2 separate regions of the Mus musculus genome follow, and region 2 is linked to region 1. The links are chromatin contacts, called in public Hi-C maps. All regions are on one chromosome and are shown on one strand. The core of a region is the stretch at or near the end of the contact, and the rest is flanking DNA. Distances in the headings are between cores, read along the strand shown. Region 1 overlaps Enox1 (ecto-NOX disulfide-thiol exchanger 1). Region 2 overlaps Tnfsf11 (tumor necrosis factor (ligand) superfamily, member 11).

The links. Hi-C and Micro-C count contacts between places; a contact is called where the count stands out from the background.
Region 2: a Hi-C map of cerebral cortex shows a contact between it and region 1, with 3 times the contacts expected there. The contact joins two enhancer-like sites. A contact is called at or near these places in 5 of 484 Hi-C or Micro-C datasets (cerebral cortex, cortical neurons, myocytes and 2 more) and 2 of 115 datasets of contacts at active chromatin or transcription factors (SST interneurons and differentiating embryonic stem cells).

The regions. Positions count from the first base shown.
Region 1 is chr14:77,482,206-77,487,442 of GRCm38.p6, reverse strand. The region is part of intron 5 of Enox1 (ecto-NOX disulfide-thiol exchanger 1); the gene reads right to left. Gm6994 (predicted gene 6994) reads left to right here. Exons shown (of 6, transcript NR_033141.1): 4 at 1,364-1,437. Among named protein-coding and RNA genes, the nearest start is that of Gm6994, 22 kb to the left of the region's middle. Within about 2 kb of position 2,147, at least 59 of the 459 cell types and tissues checked have an H3K27ac peak or open chromatin away from gene starts, as enhancers often do. A contact at or near this core is called in cerebral cortex, where this site is marked.
Region 2 is chr14:78,275,373-78,281,025 of GRCm38.p6, reverse strand. Tnfsf11 (tumor necrosis factor (ligand) superfamily, member 11) reads left to right here. Exons shown (of 5, transcript NM_011613.3): 5 at 2,029-3,580. The coding sequence ends at 2,450. Among named protein-coding and RNA genes, the nearest start is that of Tnfsf11, 30 kb to the left of the region's middle. Within about 2 kb of position 4,120, at least 17 of the 459 cell types and tissues checked have an H3K27ac peak or open chromatin away from gene starts, as enhancers often do. A contact at or near this core is called in cerebral cortex, where this site is marked.

The DNA.
Region 1 (5,237 bases), core at 898-3,397:
TAAAAATAACCTGTAAATGTAGACCTCTGGGAAAGCAGATCTTAAACTTTGCCATTTGTAAACCTAGGCATCTCAAACGACTATCAGATAGTTTGATAGCTGAGAGCAGGAGACAGAGGACAGAAGCAATGGCGACTTAATTTGCATTTTGAGGCTGGAGCTAAACTCTCATGCTCAGATGGCTTCAGTGTGGACTACAGTCACATATCCAGGCAGCTTCCTACCATGTTTACCTGGTCTCCAAGGCCCTTCAGTGTCTGGCTGCCAGTATCTTCTGCAAGCCCAGGCTCTGAGACTTGTTTCCTCTCAGGAAGCACGGGGACTGTTAATCTCCTGTGAGACTGCCAGGCATGATCTTGGCTTGGTGATGCTGCATTTGGTGCCCCCGAGGTCCCTGCATGCCAGCCCTCTCCCTCCCCTTAGCCCAGTTCTGCTGACCCCACCCAAGTCCTCGTTCTTGGCCCTTCACTGGCCTCTAACTATAACTGCAACCCTGGTTAGCTTCTTTCTATAAGCCTTAGTTTTCTCTATAGATTTCTTGGGATCTGAATTTATATCACATGGAGATTCCCTTGATAAATTAGCCTTCCACAGGGATAGACTTATTTTTAATCATTTAAAAATGTTTCTTTCTGCTGAATTGCCACAAGCCAAAACAGTGCCTAATAGTATATACATAAATCCTGCCTCTCCCACACACTCAAATTCACTGAATAGTCATTATGACTGTGACTGCATATGCATATATGCGTGCACACTGCATTTCTTATATCTCTACTTTCTGTACTTTTGATGATGATGATGTCTGTGGCCTTAAGGACCCTGGAGGAAACTAGTTCTCCTGGGGGTAGCCGGTTTCTCCAGACATCATAGGGTCACTTGGGAGCCACTCTACAGATGAGAACCCACAGACCAGGATCCCACCATCTCCCAAATGCTTTTGGCTCTGGGTTTCTCCTGCGCTAGGTCACAGTTCTGCCCCCACTATGCCGGAGCTAGATGAGGCATGGCAGGTAATTGCAGATGGTTCCTCACCCCTAAATCTGTTTAAATTATCTGGCCTAGCCAAGCCTACACCTGTCTTCTTTCCTGGGAAAGCACAATAAGGGTCCTTGCCTAGCGTTCCTCTCCTGAGAATGATAGAGTGCATCCCACCCCTCGCTCTGCCATGGCATGATATGCCCCCTCATTTGGGGACCCATGAGTAGCTAACCATCTTCAGGAGTCAGGCTCCATATCGTCTGCCCTTCCTATTCCTACATGATTACAATATATTAATAAGGAAAAACTAAATTCAGAAATGCAAATATATAAACATATCGGGCGATTCACTTAAATAAATATAATTCTCTATATCTTGAAGGAAAATGTAATCACCAGAAGTTACAGCTTGCTGCATCCAGAAGAAATAAGATGATGCTGACATTTAAAAGATTTGTAAGTACTTTAGCCTCTATCTCACTCAGCCCTGAGATTAGCTTAGGATCTGTGTTGTTGTTGTTGTTGTTTTATTTTTTCATGTGTGTGTGTGGTTATTATTGTTGACTTTTTAAAAAGGGTATCATTAATTCAAGGGACTAGTCATGATTCTTTTATTCTGCCATTAGAGATAATTAATCTCATACAACAAACACGTTATGGAGTTTGAATGATGCAGCCATGTAGATTTGTCAATTGTAGGCAATGTACGACTTTGCTGGGAGTATTAGTAATGGTGCGGGGTGGGGGTAGGCGTGTCAGTGCCTATCTGAGTACAGGAGTGCAGGGGACATTTCCCTACCTTCTGTTCAGTATCACTAAGAACTTAGAAGTGGTCTAGAAAAATAAGATCTTTCAAAAGGAAAGTAAGTAAATAAAATCATACCTGTACTTATGCATTCTTTTTAAAAAAAAATAGAAGGAGATAAGAAATCCTGCCCCCACTTTCCTCAGTTATAGCTTACATGGCACAGCTCCCTGCCTCGGAGCAGTCAGCGGAGTTTTCGACACAGTAGAAAATAGTTGTTCCCCTTTCGTTCATTCCAAAGCCATGGTTCATGTTGTTCCATGGCCCACTGGCCAGATGCCGCTCTGTTCTCTGTTGGAACACACCTCCAGCTGGGCTACGCCAGGCCTGATGGGGGCACGGCAGTTCTACAAACCCAAGCTGGGAAAATGACCTTTGGTAGACTCTCATAAGTCAGCTCTGAGGAATGTGCTGGGTGGTTACCCATTAGGGGTAACCGGTAAGGACAAGAGCCGGAGGCTGAAGTCTTAGTAAAGCAGGATTTGGCCAGAGAGACAAGAAGATGTCCACAGGAATGGTCCGGGCAGCTTCCAGAAGGCACTGGAGGGAGTCTCAGCCTATCAGCTGCTAACCTTGGCACTGGACCCTTCATAGGGACTTGACAGCCCAGGCAGCTGTCTTCATGAAGTTGGATGCACGCCTGCTGACTCAGGCTACAGAACCACTGCCAGGATGGCCATTCTGTAACAACCACATATTCTGTAATAGAAATACTAGCGCCCACTCAAGGCAATAGTAACGGTGCAAGAATAATTTTTCAGCTGCCATGAGAGAGGTTTTGAAACTGCTTACAGGCTGTGGAAGCATGCTTTTCAGAAATTAATACAGAATTTGAGAATTTTTATCAAAGGGGACAGGAGTGCTCGCCATGGCCCTACAGCTTCCCTTCAGGCTGCTGGTATTCACATTTGCTGCCTTGTGTGTACCCACTACTTCTCCACGCCTCCCTCCTTTCTGACTCACATCAAGGCCCACCTTCTCTGAGGCACCTTACATGATCAATTCTTGCCTCTCTAACTTCAGCATTCCCTAAGGTGTGGGATTTAACAGGGAACAGAAAACCATTATTTTAATTTTTAATAGTTAAATTTGCTCTGAGCCATGTGAAATTGCTGTTTCTGTGGATTTAAAAGCTAGCCAAATATTAGCGCTTTCATATAGTTCAACCTAGTATATGACAGAAAGAAATATATTTTAAAAGAAGGACTTCACCATTTGTATACAATGAGACAAAAAATGAGTACTTTAAAGGCACATGTAGAAATAAATAAGTAAACATATCTCTTGACCACACAGCTGTAGTAAAATTATTAAACTTGTATCCACTAATGGAATTGAACAGTGGCATTCTGACAACCAGTGTTCTGTGTTCCTTATATGTCCCATTTTGTATTCATGGTAGCCTGGGGTGGGAAGGATCTCTGTATTTGGGTCCTTCAGCTGGTTCTCAAAGCATAAAGAGGCAAGAAGCACTTAGCATAATCCCTACCAGGTTGGTGGGTGGGGATGGTGTTGTCTTACCAGAGAACATTGGTTGCTTTCCTTCATGTTCATTTGAATATGTGAAACTGATGGAACAGAGGGTGCTGTTCTGGCCAAAAGTCTATAATGTAGAGCAGAGTAGAACCCAGGTGTCCCTGGCGGCTTTGATGGGCACCCACTTCACCAGCGCTCTGCATTACAGTGACATGTGGGTATTGGCAGCTTAGGGGCTGGTGATCTGGGCTCCTGTTTTGTAGCACAATATGCATAGCCTCCCCTCCCTTCCCCCAAACACACACACTTTCCAGGCCCACTGAGAAAGGAGGCTGTGAAAAGCCATCTTCTTTGGTGATATCCTGTGACGATTGTCCTTTATGCCCCCATAGCAACCAACTTTAAGTTCTTTTTAAAACCAAGACCTTGAAAGTATAGGAGGGTAATGTTTTCCAATTCATTAGAAACTAAACTAAATTAACTTCCTGTATATTTTATCCTATTAAAAAAAAGACATAAAATAGTCATGGTGTTGGCACTTATAGGGCTTTTGTCAGATTAAAAAAAAAAAAAAACGGTCATTAAGAAATTAAATCCTGCATACTCGTCAGCCTTTACTTCCATGCACAGAATAATGGGTCTTAAAATACAGGCGGTTGGTCATGGGTCTTAAGATACCTGATATGAAAGATAAGCATCTGTTGTAGAAGTGCATGGCTGAGAGAGGACAACATTATTTTCATGTGTGGCACAAGGAAGATGCCAAGAGCAGGAAAATCTGGCAAATTCTGAAAGGATGCAAGAGTCCTTAGTGGGAAGAGACAGAGGAAGTGGGCTGGAGCTCTGGCAGGGACCAGGGACCAGGACCAGGCTGTGTGAAGCTGGCGGAGCACAGTGGAGGCGGGGCACCGTGGAGGTGGGGCACAGTGGAGGCGGGGCACCGTGGAGGTGGGGCACCGTGGAGGTGGGGCACCGTGGAGGCGGGGCACCGTGGAGGCGGAGCACCGTGGAGGCGGGGCACCGTGGAGGTGGGGCACAGTGGAGGCGGGGAGAGGATTTTCCTTTAGCAAGTTTACTCAGAGACCACTTTCACTGCGTGTATCTAACGACAATGGTACTTTTATTCTTTAAAATCTTGTTTTCCTCTTCAAAATTTTACTTTCAGAAAAATGTCAAGGGATTTTAATCCATGCATGCTAAATACAATGTTTTCTTATATAAAAATGGTGGTTTATCAACCAGAAAACTGAAGTAAACCTCTTTAGAGAAGATGGCTCAGAAAGATAAGGGGAGTCTTGGCAACATAAACACGCTCTTACCAGCTCATGAAATGCTAAACCTAGGGCTTACTGTTCATGGCGGAAAGAATATCACTGTAGAAGGAAAATAAAGCAAGCTTTTATAGCATGAGAAGGAATCTCAGAATTCATTAACCAAGAGACCAAAACAATACACAAAATATTGTGGTATATTTTAAGAGAGCTTTAAATAAAGTCACGGGGGACAGATTTATAGCACTCTCATTAAATCGGGACAGCAATGGCGGGGGTGTGTATATGATCCTTGGTGACAGGAAAGAAAGTATATTACTAGACTTTGTATTGACTAACTGCAAAACCCATCAATGACACGAGGGTGACAGGGCTCCTAGAGGAAAGGTACTGTGTAAGCTCGAGTTCCCGACAGAGAAGACAGACAGCGTTGCTCCTAATCAGACCCGAAGCACAGCCTAATGAAATGTGTTTGGGAAGTTCAGAGCAGCACGTGTGATGGCAACACAAACCAGCTCCACTAAGTTTAGGAGAGGATGGAAAATAAACATTTAATTACAGAACAAAGTAACCATATACAGAAGACAAGAGAATGAGTTATTCCAGACACAAGTCACTGCCTTACAGGAGCTGCTCTGTAGCATTCTGACCCCAAAAGCATGCTTGGTGGACAGAAATGATGCCGGTGGGGAGGGGATGGAGGA
Region 2 (5,653 bases), core at 2,871-5,370, 790 kb before region 1:
ATTGTTTCCTTGGTCATGTAATGATGGGTTGTCCCACTGTAGAATGAAAACTGCCTCATCTCCTCCCTCCCACTTTTTCTGTTACCTGTTGTTCAGTCTGCTGTAGCTTGATTTGGAGGTCCTCAGATCACCAGATCCAAGAGACCATAGACCATCTCTGGTTCATCCTCTGACTCTCTAGAGAAAGATATAGGTGTTCAAGTCTTCCCAGGACCAGGCCATAGTATTCCTTCCCATAAACCGTAGCATAGGTGGTATTATTGCTGCTGCTGTTGTTGTTGTTAATAAAAGGATCTCCTTGGATCCACCAAACCAAAGAGTTGTCCTTTCATGAGTTGGAATCTAGTTCATGGGGTGGTGGCTTCAATGTCAGTCTCAGGGCTAAATTATATTATTTAAAAATAAACTATATTTATTTTAAAATAAATTATATTTATTTTTAAATAAATTATATTTATTTTAAAATAAATTATATTTATTTTTAAATAAATTATAAAATTATTTATGTATTGTTGTATAAAGCAATAGGTTTCATAATGGCATGATTGTTCAAATATGTCATGTATTTTGATCTTATTTACTTTCCATCGCACTCAGTCACCAATACTGCCCTTTCTTTTTGCATGATTGTGGTGTGTAAGTGTCTCCTAGTTTCCATACATGAGCAAGAACTTGTAGTTCTTGTCTTCTTTGGTCTCCCTGACTGACTTCTGTCATTTACTATCTCAAGACTAACAAGTTGAAGACAACATGGCACCCAACATTTTTTTTTATGCTACTGAAACAAATTATCCTCTGCTCTCATTGTCTGAGACCTGTCTGTGTTTTGACTTGCTGACATCAGAGAGGTGGCAGTGTTAGTTTGGTAAAAACTCTTCATAAAATCCCTAGGGAAAAGATGTGGTTTGGACCTTTCCAGAGTCCTGTAAACTCTCACCTATCAGTTATCATGTTTGCCAGTAGAATAATAAATATCTGCATTGGTACACATATGGAATAGTTTGATTTATTACAGAGGAATCACCAATTTTTTTTTAAAAAATTATTAGATATTTTCTTCATTTACATTTCAAAAACCCAGTTATACACATCAAGGACCTGGGCTATGAACACCATTGGGCGCACAGCTGATTTAGAAGGCTCTGTAGAACTTTGACTTCTCCAAAAACAGTAGCAAGGAAGCCCTTTGTCATTTCATTTTGTGGACCAGAAGGGGTTGTAGGAGAACATGGAACTTGGGAGTGACTTTACAATGTGTGAATGCAATTGCGTGATGCTGAGGAGCTGGGAAGCTTGGAGCTTGGTGGCTTCTGGGGATAGTCACCGAGTCATGTGACCCAGGCTAAGGTGGGGTTACCAGATAGTGACACAATTGGAGGTTGGTCTCCGCAGAGCTTCTGCAACCCAGATTCTCACATCCCTTTACACACCCCCCACCACAAACTAAATAAAGGTTAGCTATACGAAGGATGGAAGGAAGGATTCTCTTCCTATACAAGTTGGTTTCTTTCCAAGGTGAAGCGACTCTGGTCATTACCCTCTTTCAACTAGGAATGAATTGCTCCTGTCCACGGGGCTTAACTTTCTTCTTTTTATGCTCGGTAGCACCTACATGGAGTCAGTTTTGATCCTTTTCTGTGGGAATAATTTGCATTCTCTCCCTCTCTCCCTCTCTCTCTGTATCTCTGTCTCTGTCTCCCCCCCCCCCATAATCATAGCAATTCTCTGTATTTTCCCCAAGCTTTGCTGCTTTCCTGGACCATGTTGCTCCATCACTAGTATCCTATAGCTTAAGGGCAGGATAGAGGATTTTTAGTTTTGTGCCTTTACAGTGCCTGACAGAATGCACTAAGTACATCTGCATGCACCCAGGCCCATATAGAAAATGAGTATCAAAGTAAGTTATTGTGTTGGAATAAGGATTGTTATGTTAGTGTATGATGCTACCCCACCAGCCTGTGGAAATAATGAGGAACTTTTCTCATCCAAGTAGTGGATTCTAAATCCTGTGCCTTTGTTTCTCTCTAGGTTCCCATAAAGTCACTCTGTCCTCTTGGTACCACGATCGAGGCTGGGCCAAGATCTCTAACATGACGTTAAGCAACGGAAAACTAAGGGTTAACCAAGATGGCTTCTATTACCTGTACGCCAACATTTGCTTTCGGCATCATGAAACATCGGGAAGCGTACCTACAGACTATCTTCAGCTGATGGTGTATGTCGTTAAAACCAGCATCAAAATCCCAAGTTCTCATAACCTGATGAAAGGAGGGAGCACGAAAAACTGGTCGGGCAATTCTGAATTCCACTTTTATTCCATAAATGTTGGGGGATTTTTCAAGCTCCGAGCTGGTGAAGAAATTAGCATTCAGGTGTCCAACCCTTCCCTGCTGGATCCGGATCAAGATGCGACGTACTTTGGGGCTTTCAAAGTTCAGGACATAGACTGAGACTCATTTCGTGGAACATTAGCATGGATGTCCTAGATGTTTGGAAACTTCTTAAAAAATGGATGATGTCTATACATGTGTAAGACTACTAAGAGACATGGCCCACGGTGTATGAAACTCACAGCCCTCTCTCTTGAGCCTGTACAGGTTGTGTATATGTAAAGTCCATAGGTGATGTTAGATTCATGGTGATTACACAACGGTTTTACAATTTTGTAATGATTTCCTAGAATTGAACCAGATTGGGAGAGGTATTCCGATGCTTATGAAAAACTTACACGTGAGCTATGGAAGGGGGTCACAGTCTCTGGGTCTAACCCCTGGACATGTGCCACTGAGAACCTTGAAATTAAGAGGATGCCATGTCATTGCAAAGAAATGATAGTGTGAAGGGTTAAGTTCTTTTGAATTGTTACATTGCGCTGGGACCTGCAAATAAGTTCTTTTTTTCTAATGAGGAGAGAAAAATATATGTATTTTTATATAATGTCTAAAGTTATATTTCAGGTGTAATGTTTTCTGTGCAAAGTTTTGTAAATTATATTTGTGCTATAGTATTTGATTCAAAATATTTAAAAATGTCTCACTGTTGACATATTTAATGTTTTAAATGTACAGATGTATTTAACTGGTGCACTTTGTAATTCCCCTGAAGGTACTCGTAGCTAAGGGGGCAGAATACTGTTTCTGGTGACCACATGTAGTTTATTTCTTTATTCTTTTTAACTTAATAGAGTCTTCAGACTTGTCAAAACTATGCAAGCAAAATAAATAAATAAAAATAAAATGAATACCTTGAATAATAAGTAGGATGTTGGTCACCAGGTGCCTTTCAAATTTAGAAGCTAATTGACTTTAGGAGCTGACATAGCCAAAAAGGATACATAATAGGCTACTGAAATCTGTCAGGAGTATTTATGCAATTATTGAACAGGTGTCTTTTTTTACAAGAGCTACAAATTGTAAATTTTGTTTCTTTTTTTTCCCATAGAAAATGTACTATAGTTTATCAGCCAAAAAACAATCCACTTTTTAATTTAGTGAAAGTTATTTTATTATACTGTACAATAAAAGCATTGTCTCTGAATGTTAATTTTTTGGTACAAAAAATAAATTTGTACGAAAACCTGCCTGGTGCTTTTTGTTCTTGTTCGCTTTCGTGTGGGTCTTGCTCTGCGATCCTGTTCTTTCCAATATGATAATGTGGCTTCTATCTTTCTCCAAAGGTTACTGGGAGAAGTGCAGATTTAATTAAAAACTAGGAACAGATTCAATTAAATTAATGAACCTTGGAATTTGAAAAATAATTTGCAGGGGATTTGTATGCAAGGATGTAGCCAGAGAGAAAACAGACTTTTCACTCAAAAAAGGAAAAGTTTTCTCTCCTCAAATCATGAGAAAAATATGGTGCTTTGAGCTGGGGGGAAATTGGGGCTTGCTTTCCCTTACCGTAGTAAAGGGGGGCTCACTTTGGCCTGGACATGTTTCCTCTTGGAAATCAGTGTGGATGAGCTGTCTAAACCACGTCGATTACTCATGAAGGGCAGAGACCAGAAAACAGTCAGCTTGGGAAGGCACAGCAAGCCATTCTCTGAGATACTCGTCACTGGAAGATAAATGTTTTAGGATGATAACAACAGCCTAGAATAGAGGGAGGGATAGCAGATGTTACAGAGAAGAAACCGTAAATTTTAAACAGCGGAGCTATCACGGTGGGACTCGATGGTGTTGGCCACATACACGGACTATTTTACATCTGTCAGTAAATCTGAGTCTGAACAGTGCAAAACGTGACTTGGGCACTGTGTATCCCGACAGCTGCTGCTTGTTTCAAGGAAGAATTTCGAGGAGCAGCCGAGTTTCTGCAGCTTCCGCAGACATAGAATTTTGTTGCGGCCTCATGAGCTACCCAGCTTAGAGCCTGCTCCAGCAGTTTCGGCTCGCTCATTTCATATTACTTTGTGCAGCGTCAGTGATGTGCTAGTTACAGTCCCAGGCACCATGGCTACGAAGGCAGGTCTCCCAGCCCCAGGCTCCTGTTCTAGCGCTGGTTCTGCTTATGTTAGATGTGGCAAGGAGCATGCGCTGCTTGATCCAAATCTTGGGAATCTCAGAGTCTAAAATGAAACCGCAGGAAATGGAAAGAAAGTACAATGTGGGCACAGAATATTCACTATTAATTTTTACTGAGGGGTAGCATGTTAGTTATTTTTGAACTGCTGTGATTAAAAATCTAAAGTGAACACCTTAGGGGAAGAGAGGTTTATTCAGGCTCAAGATTTTAGAGGTTTCGATCCTCCATGTTGGGGAGATGGCGGTGACAGCGGGGCGGTCAAGGAGCAGAAAGCATGCCCATACTGCAAGTGGCTCTGTCCCTCGGTCCTCTCAGGAAACGTCCATGCTGACATGCTGTGCCTTCCTGATCAGTCCAGACTAGCAGACCCTCAACATCGGCTATCCATCAAGAATAACCAACTTGCACTCTCCCAAAGATGCAGGGGCAAAGTGTCAGGATCGCCTGCGGTGATTCGTGGGGGCTGTCCAACATGTGAAAGCAACATGGCTTCACATGATGCCAAGAAGAACCTCCTTGGCAGCCCTGGGGGATTCAGCCACAGTGTGATGTGGAGGATAATGAACGCTACGCTATGGCACCTCAGGTCGGTTGGGGGAGGGGAGACAATGACTTAGTGACTTATTTAGAAATCAACCAGTGTTTTAAAGTGGGTAACGGCAGGGATGGGATATAGTGAGAGGCAAGAAGCCACCTCGCTTCCGGTCATGCCTCAGTTTGCCAGGCTCGGAGCAGCATCTTCTAAGTGGGTTTAAAATGCAGGCGGGAACACACAGCACGTCCCTGCTTCCTTCTCTTCCTTCTGCTTTGCTTTCCTGTGCATCTCTTTCTTGTGTCTGCCCCCTACGACTGAACCCTCCCATCCTCCGCCTGCCCAGACTCCCGTGTCTCCCATCGTCCTACTTTGCTTTCTGTTGCTATGACGGAAGCCGCAACAAAAGCAGCTAGGGAGGAAAGGGTTTATATGGCCTACATGTTTCAATTGCAGTCCATCGGAGAGGGAAGTCGGGGCAGGAGCAGAGGCAGAATCTGGAGGCAGACACTGAGGCAGAGTCCACAGTGGAGCACTGCTTACTGGCTAGCCTGTTTTCTGATACCACCCTGGACCTCCATCCCAGGGGTGGCACCA